2 separate regions of the Mus musculus genome follow, and region 2 is linked to region 1. The links are chromatin contacts, called in public Hi-C maps. All regions are on one chromosome and are shown on one strand. Each heading gives the region's core, a stretch centred on a gene start, on an enhancer-like site or on the middle of the called end of the contact. The rest is flanking DNA. Distances are from core to core; before and after follow the strand shown.

What was found. Hi-C and Micro-C count contacts between places; a contact is called where the count stands out from the background.
Region 2: a Hi-C map of double positive thymocytes shows a contact between it and region 1, with 2.9 times the contacts expected there. The contact joins the enhancer-like site here to the promoter of B3gnt5 in region 1. A contact is called at or near these places in 4 of 39 promoter capture datasets (the C10 cell line, embryonic stem cells, pre-B cells and 1 more), 2 of 484 Hi-C or Micro-C datasets (double positive thymocytes and embryonic stem cells), 5 of 115 datasets of contacts at active chromatin or transcription factors (embryonic stem cells and stem cell-derived neural progenitor cells) and 2 of 9 other capture datasets (liver and pancreatic islet).

What each region holds. Positions count from the first base shown.
Region 1 is chr16:19,757,118-19,763,559 of GRCm38.p6, reverse strand. It overlaps B3gnt5 (UDP-GlcNAc:betaGal beta-1,3-N-acetylglucosaminyltransferase 5), which reads right to left and starts at 3,326. Exons shown (of 4, transcript NM_054052.3): 1 at 3,083-3,326; 2 at 2,733-2,919.
Region 2 is chr16:19,905,520-19,911,910 of GRCm38.p6, reverse strand. No RefSeq gene overlaps it. Among named protein-coding and RNA genes, the nearest start is that of A930003A15Rik, 24 kb to the right of the region's middle. Within about 2 kb of position 4,605, at least 9 of the 459 cell types and tissues checked have an H3K27ac peak or open chromatin away from gene starts, as enhancers often do. A contact at or near this core is called in double positive thymocytes, where this site is marked.

The DNA of each region.
Region 1 (6,442 bases), core at 2,077-4,576:
GAGAGAGTCTTTGCCAGAGAAAGCAGAATGGACTCCAGAGCCTTTTGACCTCCAAATCAGCCACTCACTTTCAGGACTTGTGGTCCCATACTATGGGACTGAAATCAGAGCTCTTCCTGTCAGCTCATTCTGCCCAGGGCTGGACAGCTCAGAGCAACACTGGAGTTCCGGGAATGGTGGCTGGGCTCCATTGCCACAGCCTGAGTTAGTTTGGCTCTTCCAGGATTAGTTTCTTGTCTGGTTTTTGTTTTTCCTTCATAGTGGGAATGACTCAATATTATTGGCCCCTTTATGGGAGAAAAGAAATTAAAGCAAGCCCCACTTCTAGTACAGAAACAATCACAACTAGGGCATAAAGAAGTAAGTCGATGCTATTTAAATTTCATTCCTTATATGGAGAAGGTTTTCTTTTCCTGACCATCTAGTTAATGCTTAAATGAATGCTCAATTTTCATAGTAAACAAAGTAAAAGATTAAATGGGAAAAGGTCATTTTGTTTATTTAAAATTTATATTTTATCTGACCAAGCTTCTTCTCTTTAAATATAAAGATGACAAGGGAGTATATGGAAATATAAAAAGTAATGTATACTATATACTATAATGTGCACTGTATACTGTAAGTAATTGTCGATCCCGTTATCTTACATCTCTGCTGCCAGAGTTCAATGGTGGAACTCTGAATAATTTGCTTGGATCCGCTCAATTGAGCACATACAAAATCCCTAGCACAAGTGCATCTACTTTGTGACTTTGGGAAAAAAAAACTAACTTCTGTATCTTCCCAGTATCTTCCAATATATGTTCTGAAACTTAAATTTGAATACACTTGGGCTGCAGACGGAACTCAACGTTTACAATTTGTAAGTCAGCAAGTGTAATGATTCTATCCAAAGTGACCCATTTAAAAAGATGACCCATTTAGAAATCCATGACTTATTATCCAAGCTGTTACAGACCTGAGAATTAGAAATCTACAGACTTTCACCATAAATCTCTGTTTGGACACATCCGTTTTTATAAAGGGAGTTTTGATTCAGATTTTGAATGAAATATGTAAGTGCATTTTTACTCAATAGGGCCTAGATTTCATTTTGAAAACCCTTTCCCATCTTCTGAATTTTCTTTGTAAGAAAAGCAATTATAAGGATCTATAGGGTTACTTTTCTCCCAGGAAGGGCTGCAGTCTCAGAGTGTACTCATCATAACACTCATGGAGATCATCTTAAATGTCTAAGGAACCCTTCCTCAGAAGATCTACAGGTGTGCACAGTCAGTCTCATCTTTGCTGAGTGCTTGGTATGTAAGTGGGGGTGGAGTGGGAGGAAAGGGCAAGGATGGGGAGAGGCAAAGAGAGCGCAACAGAAGAAAAGTGGTTTAGGAATATGATGGAAACCCTTTAGTTACTGAATTTATCTTTCATCCAAACAACAACAAAAACGACGACAACAACCACCACAACAAAACAAAAACAAAACCACTATGCCCTACATTTCTTTTGACAAACTTTTCCTTCGTGCTAGAGATTGAACCCAAAGTCAGACTTGCAAGCCTGTATCCCCTGCTGCCTTTTGATGAAGTCCACACTTACCAACTGTTTACAAATCACCCTTTCAGTGTTAAGGGTGGGGTCATTTTCTGCACCACTACCTTCAATCATACTTTTCTGGGCCAGTTTCACTTTCTCATATACCACTTCCTGGCATCTCTGCCCCTGGGGACCAGACTGTTTCCCAAAATAAAGGCACAGAGGAGCAAATCTAATTTTAATGAATGTACTTTCACCAGAAAGTTAGCCTAAAAATTAGCTCTACCACCACTGACTACCTTGTGATGGCATCTGTGTCCCTGTAACATGACCCATAACCTAAGAAAACCATTACTGCTGTAAAGAATGTGAATCAAAAGCTGTTACTTTTATCTACGGGTATCTGAACAATCACTTTACTAGTATATTAAAGAAAATGGGAGTAAACAGGAGATTCTCATTAGAAAGATCTTTTCCCAATTTCTCCTACCCGCCTGCTTTCCCGTTTTCTTTTCTTTTTTCTTTTCCAGCTAGCAGCTATTCCAAAGAGCCGGTCAGCTCCCTCACGTGCAAGCTACCCTAGGCGGTCAGCCCGAATTCAATCCAGCATTGATAAATCTCAGGACCCAGACTGAAGATGCGCCAAGGCTGGACCTGGCTTCGCGACACCACAGCCACCTCTCCCCATTGGCATTCCGGGTAAATCCGGTGCTCTGGACCCCGCGGGTCGGATCGTACCTGCGGCACAAAAGCGGCAGCTAGGCCTAGGGTGGTCGCCGCCCAGCGCTCGCGCCCACCAGGCCGCAGTGAACAAAGGCGCTCGCCGAGGGAACTCTCCCTTCTTCGCTGCACCTCCGGACCGGGAAGCCCCGGCTCGCAACGAAGAGCCGTCTGTCTTCCTGACCATTCCACCCTGATGCCCCCGGGCCGCCCGTGTGGACTACCCTCTGCACCCCTTCCCGCCTCCCGGTCGGGTCCGGGCTAGAGGAGGGGAAGCTAGAGGTGGGGCGGGTCCCGGGACTCTCAGCTAGCAGCCTCGGGGAGAACCTCAGAGCCGGCACAAAGCTAGCCCAGCCAGAGACTTAGACTCTGCAGGGGCTTCGAGAGTGCCCGGTCTAAAGCAGACTGCGAAGCCACGCTCCCCGACAGAGGGACCTTGGCTCACAGTAGGATGCAGCGGGCACTTTGGGTGGGCAGTGACTGACCTTTCATCCAGGAGCGGCGTTGGTTAAGACTGGAGACCCATTCATCCAAACCACGTTTCAGTTAGTCATTTCCGAGCTGAAGGTTTTGAGTGGACAGCGGTTCTCCCATCGTCTCGTAGTTTCCTAGCAAACCCTAAGAGCCCGCCGGTCTTCTGTCAGGACACTTAGGACTTGAGCTCCTGGGAGCCTAAGTAACAAAGAAAGGAAACGCACATTTATTTGAAGCGAAGACTGCACGCCTTATGACTGCACAGCAACAGTTCGTTTTAAAAGCAGACCCTTCCCCTGTGTTCAGCCTCCCCATTGATTTACATTCCAACCCAGGGAATTTCAAGCATTGTAAAACTCACCGAGGAACCCAAGTCCTTAAATGTCCCAGAGGTCCGCTGTCCTCCTAGAAGCCCTGGGGGAAAAGTCTCAAGAACAAAAGTTGCAAACTAAATTTCGGTTGTAAGCGAGGAAGCTAGGGCAGGGCTCCAAGAGAGACCCCGCTGGAGCCGGCTAGAGCCGGCTGAGAGGGGCGGGCCTGATTAAGGGTCTTGGCTCACTCAGGCTGGGGCGCAGCCGCAGGAGCCTCCAGCTGCTTATTTGGTCACTCCACTCCAGGCTTCCTCGGGAATGCTCAGCCCCGCCCCTCCCCTACCCCGGTCTGTGAAGGTGACGTGCCCCGCCCTAAAGTGCTATCTGTGAGGACTCCAGGAAGCGATTGCCTCACTTGTTTGCTAATAACTAAACTATAGATTCAGAAGACCAAATGTGCACCTGAGCCCAAAGGAAAGTTCTTGTTCGGCCTGTAACCAGACATTATCAGGATAGTGTAGACATCAGCTGAAGGAGCAAGTAAATAAATCTTTTTTTTTTTTTTTTTTTGTAGCTAATTGCTTGCTTAAAAAAATGCTGTTCTAGACTTTTCCTTATAGAAGCATTCAATAGAGCTCCTATTTTGAGCAGTTTTGTAGTTATACATACTGAAAACAGGACAAGAAAAAAAATCCAAAAATGTCAAGTCCAAATATGGGTTTGTAATTGTAAAAGTCAGTAAGTTCAAAGTAGTTGCTGAATCAGTTTAAAACACACTTGTTATTTCAAACTCTAGTTTTAGGAGATTTTGCAACTGCATTTTAAAAGCCCTTCAGCGTATTTCCAATCCTGAAATTCTTTTCATGTGTTACTCACACAAGGCATGGTTCGCTGTTAACTCACCTGTCCAGAAGACCACAAGCAGAAATACTAATGTAATGGGACTCCTAATGGAGTCTGACAGTGATCTATAAAGAGGAGCATTCATTGTTCCTACAGGGTTAATCACCCCCCAATTATCTTCTTAAATCCTGACTAATCCTTTATATGGTCCTCCCTAAAACACATGTGTATTTTGTATTCACATACATATATTCAAGTGGGACTTTGTTCCTTTTCGGTCATTTGGAACTAGTTACATGTGTCAGTTTATATAGGTAGGCACATGGGAAATATGAACTGATGAGAAAATATACACACACACACACACACACACACACACACACCCCTTTCCAACCTCTATACAAATAGACATGTGGACTAATGATTTTAAAAGTAAACCCATATGGTATCATATGCCTGTAATCTCAGCACTCAGAATGATTTTCATGAGTTCAAAGGCAGCCTTGATCACATAGTGAGTATCAGGTTAGCCTAGGGATACATATAATACTGCTGCTGCTGCTGCTGCTGCTACTACTACTACTACTACTACTACTACTACTACTACTACTACTAAAAATCCAGAGTAGAAAAATTAGTGAGCTGTAGAGTTGGGGTGGGAGGGGTAATGGTTAAAGAACCTGAGGCTAAGAGATGAGGAAGGGCAAAGAGGCCCAGAATGACCTCTCTGGGCCCAGACAGATATATGTATGTATGACAGGCCCATGATGTATGATGTTACACACACACACACACACACACACACACACACACACACGCACACACAGACACAGACACAGACACACACACCAGGGGACAGGCAAAGGAGGTCCTCCCATTCATCTAGAAGGATTCCCTAGACCATCCAGATCCTCATCCACAGTACCATAGAGAAATGTATGATTTCATTGCCAGTGATTGCATGAAGCTTGTGAGATGGTCTGGGAGTAAAATTAGATCATAACAACAGGAGGAAAGAGGTCAGTGTATTCTATCCACAGCAGTTGCTTGTGAGCGTAGCACCCTAGAATACCATGCAAATATCTTTGAATCATACTGTTAGGAATGCGCTTTGCAGAGCACAAGAGAACTGTAGAATATATCTGAAAAATAAAAGTCACATCAACTTATTAAATTTAAAAGTAAGAGGGGCTGACATTTTCATGTTAGAAAGTACAGATAAGATGGGGGATGGGGAATGGCGCACGCAGGGGGAGGAGATACAAATATGAATGAATTAGAGAGTAGAAAGAATGCTAAAACCTGAGTGCAAGAGAACTTTCCACACTGCTGAGCAGAGAAGAGGCCAGTGATGCTGAAATTCTGCCACCATGGTGCCAGACTTGACTTGTTCAGCTAAATTTGCTTTCTGGATTGTCAGCTATGGCCCTATACAGACACTATTATAAATCCAGACATATTCCAGGCTCGGTGTTCTGAAAATGACCAGCATTCATGCAAGACTTACTTGGTGAAATCCTGAACTAGCTTCTTCATAAAGTTTCAGGCAAGCTACTCAACTCTCTTTGGCCCTGCATCTGAGTGAGTAAGGACTCAATTCAGGTTCAGTGATGAGCAGAACATAGTGACCAGAGCCATCAGGATGGGACAGGTGAGTGGTTGCCATCCCTATCCTCATCACAGGCTGTAGAAAGTTCTTGCTCCTTTACAGAAAGGCAGAAGTTGGCTTTAGACTCTTATCCTGCTTCATCATTATCAGAGGATCAGCTGCGTTTCACATATTTGTGGATTCATGTATGTAAAACAGCATTACCCCCTTAACACAATGCCCACCCCTTGCTGCCTCCTCTTCTACTTCCCACCAGCCCCTCTCTCATGTACCTTTCTGGCATAGTTGTTTCTCCTATGTTTGCTTCTTGGTGACATCTTCCATTGCCATTCATCCCCCATCTGTATTTCTATCCTTGATTCCAGTCTTCAGGATAGCATGTGTAAACAAGAATGTCAGCAAAGATGTTTGAGAAGGAGAAAGTGGTTGGGACTTTGATGCCGCAGAGATGAGAATCTACTTTTCCTATCGCTCTTACTGTTTGCTTACAATAATCTGTGACATTTTGCCACTATATAATAATCTGTTTCCTTGGTTGAGACTCTTCACATCCTGACCATGAAGATGGAGACTGATTCCCTCAAGCACTCCCATGGTGCCTTGCAGAGTAAGTAAATGTATACCATATTAATTGCTGGGTTATTTGAACTTTTGCCAAGTGCCTCAATATAAACCAAATGTTACATTTTCAATAACAGAAGCCTCTGGACTAGTATAAGGGCCCCAAAGTTAAACTCTTCCCTGAATATCTCCTCATCAACCCCCGTGGTTTGGCAATATTGATATCCCTCCTCGATGATAGGACAATAGAAGACAATGAAATCATGTTAAGTTTACACAGAACAGGAACATGAAAACTGCCACCACAGAGGCCTTTGCCTTAGACCATCCATCCCATGACCTACTCGTTTATACTGCTCTTGGTCTGGGAGGAGCATCTTGCAATTGGTTCTCTCTA
Region 2 (6,391 bases), core at 3,356-5,855, 150 kb before region 1:
AGAGAGGCTTGACAAAAGGCTGGGAAACCACCTCACCCGCTGAAAAGTATTAAGAGATTCTCACTTCTCCACACGGGCCATGATTTCTTCTCTGCAGAGCTGTATCACGCTGTCTAACTCTGCTGCTGGGTCCTGAACTTTCCTTGGAGCTTCCACGATGCTGTTGTTTAGTCTGTCTCTGTCCATGGCATTAACAACTCTTCTAATAAACTCTTTACCCCAGCAATCTGTCTGAGTGTCGCTCTTGAACTTACATCTGAGACCTTTCAGGTTCCATCTGTGAACGAAGAAAGTTCCTGCTGTCTAGCTTCAGATAACCAAGTGGTATATACAGTATTGTGACAAATGTATTTGTTTAGTAGGGGAACATCATACCTATCACTTGAGATAGTATGAACAGAGACACCTTTGCTTGGACAGAGACTTGAGAGAAGGGAAAGGGTGAGGCCTTCAGCTTACAAGTCCAAGTTGGCTGCATTAATAGGTGGTTTTAGAAAATTGCCTCCAAAAAAAAAAAAAAAAAAAAAAAAACACTAAAGTTTTGTGAACTCAACAAACTTTGACCTCCTGAATCACTGATCTTGCTGATTCTGTGCTCTGGACACTCACATCCAGATGAGCTGTGGATGGCTCTTCAGAATGCTTGTCACCTGTCCTGGGTGTTTAGGGTAATCATCTCATATGACAGAAACATGCTGATCACTGCCCATAGAAATGGGAATAGATGTATTCAGACCACATGCATTCATTCCTTCTGAATCCTACTGGGATCAGGAACCAAAGCCCACACTTCTACAGTCAGTGACCTCCAGGAAGCCTAGATCCCACTCACTAAACTACAAATTATGTTTGACCCATTTTTATCTATGTTTCTGCATCCATTTATTCAATCATTGATGAAAAATATTTAAAACAAGCTGTATCTCTGTTAAACATGATGACTTTCTTTCTTATTATTATTCCCTAAAGAATGTAACAAATCAATTATATACATAGCATTTGTATTATGCCAGATATTAATTTAGACAAGATCAAAATATTTGATATATATATGAGTTATAGGCAAATATATTATTTTATATAAGGAACATCAGTGTTCTTGTATTGCAGCTATATAGGCACCTGATCCAAGTCCCACAGGTACTGAAGGGCAATACTAATGCAAATTCTTAGACATTAGGAATTAATTTATTTTAAAAACAGACACTGTATAGAGAATATCTTATGTCTGCATGCACGTGACACCTGTCAATAATAAATATAATGGCCTATGGCTTAGGCAGAAAATAGGAGGTGGAACATCCAGGAGGAGAAAGAATTTTAGGATAAAGCCAAGTGGGATATTTGGCTCAGAAGATGTGATGAGATGGGCACATGGTACCTGATCACAGGTAACTAGCCAAGTGGAAGATTGTAGGTTAAAATAATTGGGCTATTTTAGTTATGATCTAGTCAGAGTAGAGCCTAACTATATGGCCAAGGTATATGTAAACATATTTTGAGTTTGAGTCTTATTTCTGGGAGCATTAGGCTGGAAGGAAGAACTGGACTGAATCACTACAGGAAACAATATTTAGGTGTTAAAAATGTTATTTCCAAGTGACTTTAGAGAATGCATCTTCTTGGGAGGTGGGTTACAATCTTCAGTGCAAAACAAAGTCCTTAACATACTTCTGCCACTTTTGTTCTGCATACTTATGTAAAGAAGCGTTCCTGGCATTGGCAATTACAAAATAGTAAAAATTTTGTGTGCAGTAAAAGTGTTACCCCAGAAGGCTGCCTGCTGCATCAAGGGCTTCCAAGTTCCAGTGGCCACATCTTGAAAGCAGGGTAACATGAAGGCTTCTTTAGGCTTTCCCTTCATGACTCCATTTACCTGAGAACTCTATGACTGCAGACATATAGGTACATAAAATATGCATAAACCCAAACATTTATGAATAGAAAACAAAGTTTATTTTAAAGTTATTTAGTATACACATTTTACTATTTACTTAGGAGAAAAGCAAATTCAAACACTAATGAGGTAGATTCTTTTCTTTTCTTTTCTTTTCTTTTTTTTTTTTTTCTTGTTTTTGGTGGGGGACAGGGTTTCTCTGTGTAGCTCTGGTGATCCTGGAACTTACTCTGTAGATCAGGATGGCCCAGGATCCTCAGAGATCTGCCTGTCTCTGCCCACCAAGTTCTGGGATTTAAGGTGTGTACTACCACTATACAGCATGCTTGTTTATTTTTACATAAAGAATTAAACCTTGGGAGAATATTTGGCATAGCAGGGCACAGAGCATCTTTGATGTCTTTAGATTTGGCTGAAATTTTTTTTATTAGATATTTTCCTCATTTACATTTCCACTGCTATCCCAAAAGTCCCCCATACCCTCCCCCCCCTCCCCTACCCACCCACTCCCACTTTTTGGCCCTGGTGTTCCCCTGTACTGGGGCATATAAAGTTTGCAAGTCCAATGGGCCTCTCTTTGCAGTGATGGCCGACTAGGCCATCTTTTGATACATATGCAGCTAGAGTCAAGAGCTCCGGGGTACTGGTTAGTTCATAATGTTGTTCCACCTATAGGGTTGCAGATCTATTTAGCTCCTTGGGTACTTTCTCTAGCTCCTCCATTGGGGGCCTTGTGATCCATCCAATAACTGACTGTGAGCATCCACTTATGTGTTTGCTAGGCCCCGGCGTAGTCTCACAAGAGACAGCTATATCAGGGTCCTTTCAGCAAAATCTTGCTAGTGTATGCAATGGTGTCAGCGTTTGGAGGCTGATTATGGGATGGCTCCCTGGATATGGCAGTCTCTAGATGGTCCATCCTTTCTTCTCTGGCTGAAATTTTTATTAATTTGTAATTGTTAATGCCAAGGATGCTTCTTTACATAAATATGCAGAACAAAAGTGGCAGAAGTATGTTAAGGACTATTTTGAGATAGGGTCTCACTGTAACCATGACTGGTCTGGAACTCAACACGTAGACCATGATGGCCTTGAGTTGCACAGATCAGCCTGCCTTTGCCTCTCAAGTACTGAGACTACAAGCATATGCCACCATGCCTGGCTCAACTAACAGTTGCTGTTGTGGTGGTAGTGGTGCTGCTGCTGCTGGTGATGGTTATTTTTGTTGTTCTCTTTATGAAACTTAAGCAAACAACTCAAAGAGCAATCTTAGAAGTTAGGCGATCTAATGCAGCGCACTACGGAAGCTAAGCTTGACTATCTGACGCTCATGTGCTAAGGAATAGTGGAAGAAAAATGCTAAGTATTAGTTTGGCTGTGCTTGCATGCATCAGAAAGTGTTATGTATGTACCATGAAAACACTGCACAGAATGTTTTAGCTTGAATGCATTAAGAATAAACTTAGAGTCAGGAAGCTCCACCCACCACAGGACCTTAACTGAGGAGCTATGAACATTGTTGGCCCTCTGCTGGGCACGTTTGTACTCAGAGCTGAGGAATCTCAAGGAGTGTTTTCTGGTTCCGTGTGGCATGGTGGTGTGTGCCATAGCAGGACAAAGTGTGCATGTTATGTGCTTAGAAATGAAAACTGCAGTGTGGTTGCAGGACCAGCACTGTCAGAACACCTCTGATTCATTATGTTTTACCTTGATTTTTCTTGGTCATCTTGTGTCTAGAAACCTTTTACAATTGCCAGAATTTTACCTGTGGAGTCATAGCCCACAGGCTAAGAAGCTTACGATGATGAGGGTGCATGCCTGTAACTCTAGCACTTGGGAGGAGAGTGGAGGCACGTGGAATAGTTCCAGGTTCAGTTACAGGGAGTGAGGGGGGGCAGCCTGGGCTATATGAGACTGTTTCACAAGGTGACCACAACAAAACAACACAGAAGAATCTGGGTAATAGATTGTATGTAATATGTTTTGAATGAGAATTTTATGAGACCATTCTCAAAAGATGTTTAGCTCACTGCCCAATGTTGTAAATGTTCCAAACACATCAGAGGCTAGAACTGTCCTTATTTGACTAAAAGCTCCCAGGCCTGAGGACTTTCTTGTCAGTCTCTGTGTCTTCAGCATGCAGCACCCATCAGGGACCAAACTAAACACTCAACAAATATTGTTGCATCAGCATCTGCTGGGAATCGTGAGTAGTAAACTATAAAGTTCTATGAAACTGACACCCAGCAATTATCCCATTATTACTGAAAACTCTTTTGTATATGAGAAAAACATAGATTTCCATACTATATAATGTTTTGTAAATTCACAGGACAGTGTCCTATTCATACCATCTGGCCAGAAAGAGTGGGTAATGTTTTCTATACAAGCTCTGTCTGCAGTGCATCCTGACCCAGAAAACAGTTTTGACAAATGCCATCTTGTGTATCCATGTATGAACTCTGGGTGTGAATTGATGCTGCCTTGGTTGAGAAAACTGAAACACAGAGAGGTTGTAGCATGGAGATATTGTCCTGACCAAAAAGGCTTATTATTAACATGTGATATATGCAAAGCCATACGATATGTGTCAAATGAAAAGAAGGGCTGGAAATGACTTCAAATTGCACTTTCAGCCTTAGGATTTTCAGGCAGAAAGTAGGTTGCACTTTTAAACGTGCCCACCAGAGGGCCAATCATGTTCATAGCTCCTCAGTTATGGTCCTGTGATGGGTGGAGCTTCCTGACTCTAAGTTTAGTATTAATGCATTCAAGCTAAAACATTTTGGTGCCTCATGTGAGGAATTTATCACACTGTGTGAGGAATCCTTAATGACTTAGTTTAAGCATTTTTGAGCACCAGATGTGAGGAAAGAGTAGCCCTCCTTCATAGGAGCACATCTGGATGATCCTTTGTTGGGGATGCGAATTTTGGATGTTGCAGTTGCCAAAAGAGACAGAAGCTCTGAATCTCCCCAAGGATCCCACTTTGTCTGGCTAGAGTGGTGAAAGTTGACGAGATGAAGGGAAATTTGGGCATCTTAGGCTGGTCTGATCTGGTCAATCTTAGGAGCAGGGATCCATGCTCTATAAGTTCCCTTCCAGCCCTAACTCTCTTATTTACTTATTTCTCTTTCTTTATCAAGACCAGCCTGATTCTACTTCGAATCCTGTCACAAAGAAAGAGCTCAGCTTTCCCTAAAGTGGCTGCTTTTTCACTTTCTTTGTCCCCCAAATATCACAGGAAAGCACAACAGTTAAGAAAATTTCTTAAAGAAGTTGAAACAAAAACACTAAAGCAAACCTGCAAACTTTCATTTTTGGGAACACCATATATGCACAGTTCCTAAAGGGCCTCCTTTTCCAGTAGCCATTTTCATGGTGCAGGACAGCAGTCCTTTCACTTCCTGCTACATCAGTAAACAGATCTCTTCCTGCTCTTCCCTGAGGTTGCCTGGCTGGCCCATCTATAGCAATACGCTCAGATTTCACCTTAAAAATATTCTGGCTTTTCAATAATTTTGGATGCAAAGGATGGACATAATGCTTCTCTGATGATAAATATATAATGCTTAAAAAGTGCTTAGTTTTATTTATATAAACTTAAAAGCTTTAAAAATGTTTAACTATTGGAGATTCTTAAATAAGAAAATTTCAAAACTGATTCTTAGTTATCTGCTATCCCTCATGGAGCTTCCCAACAGGCTCACAGACCTTGCCACCACCAGGCCTTAAAATAAGTATCTGAGTGTGGTAGTTTGATGACAATGGCCTCCTTATATGTTTGAAGGCTTGGTTTCAAGTTAGCTGAACTGTTGGGAAGGATTGGGTGGTGTGGCCCAGTTTGAGGAGATGTGTCACTGGTGGTAGGCTTTGAGATTTCTAAAGCAATCACCAGGCTCAATCTTTCTCTGCTTCCTGGCTACAGATCAGGATGTAAGCTCGCAATTACTGATCTGGTGTCTTCCTGCCTGCCACTATGCTCCCACCACAATGATAATGGACTAACTCCCTGAAATTATAAGCAAGCCTCAAATTAAATGCTTTCTTCTATAAACTGCTTTGGTTATGGTGTCTCTTCATAAGCAGTAAATTGTAGGCACTAAAAAGAAAAAAAAAAAAGCTCCAATTCTAACAATAGCCCTAAGGGCTCAGGGTGTTTCAAATGTAAGAACCACAAGACCATTCCTTTCCTAGAGCAGATAGGCTTTTCACTAAGAGAAGTAAACTCATAAACAGCTTTTAATGAGAAAGTAAACTCAAAATTATCATGCTGTTGCTATTGAATTAAAAATTACTTTTTACTAGTTTGTTGCACTCTAATGATGAAAAGAAAATTACCTTTTCAGTAACTACTCTCAATGATCAAACACCTATGGGTTGATTAGGGTTTCTTGGGGCAGTGGTTCTCAACCTCCTTGACATTGCTGAAGGAATGGTTCTGATGCTAAGGTCCTGTTCCCCAATTGGTTCTTGATCTGTCAGTAAAAAAGT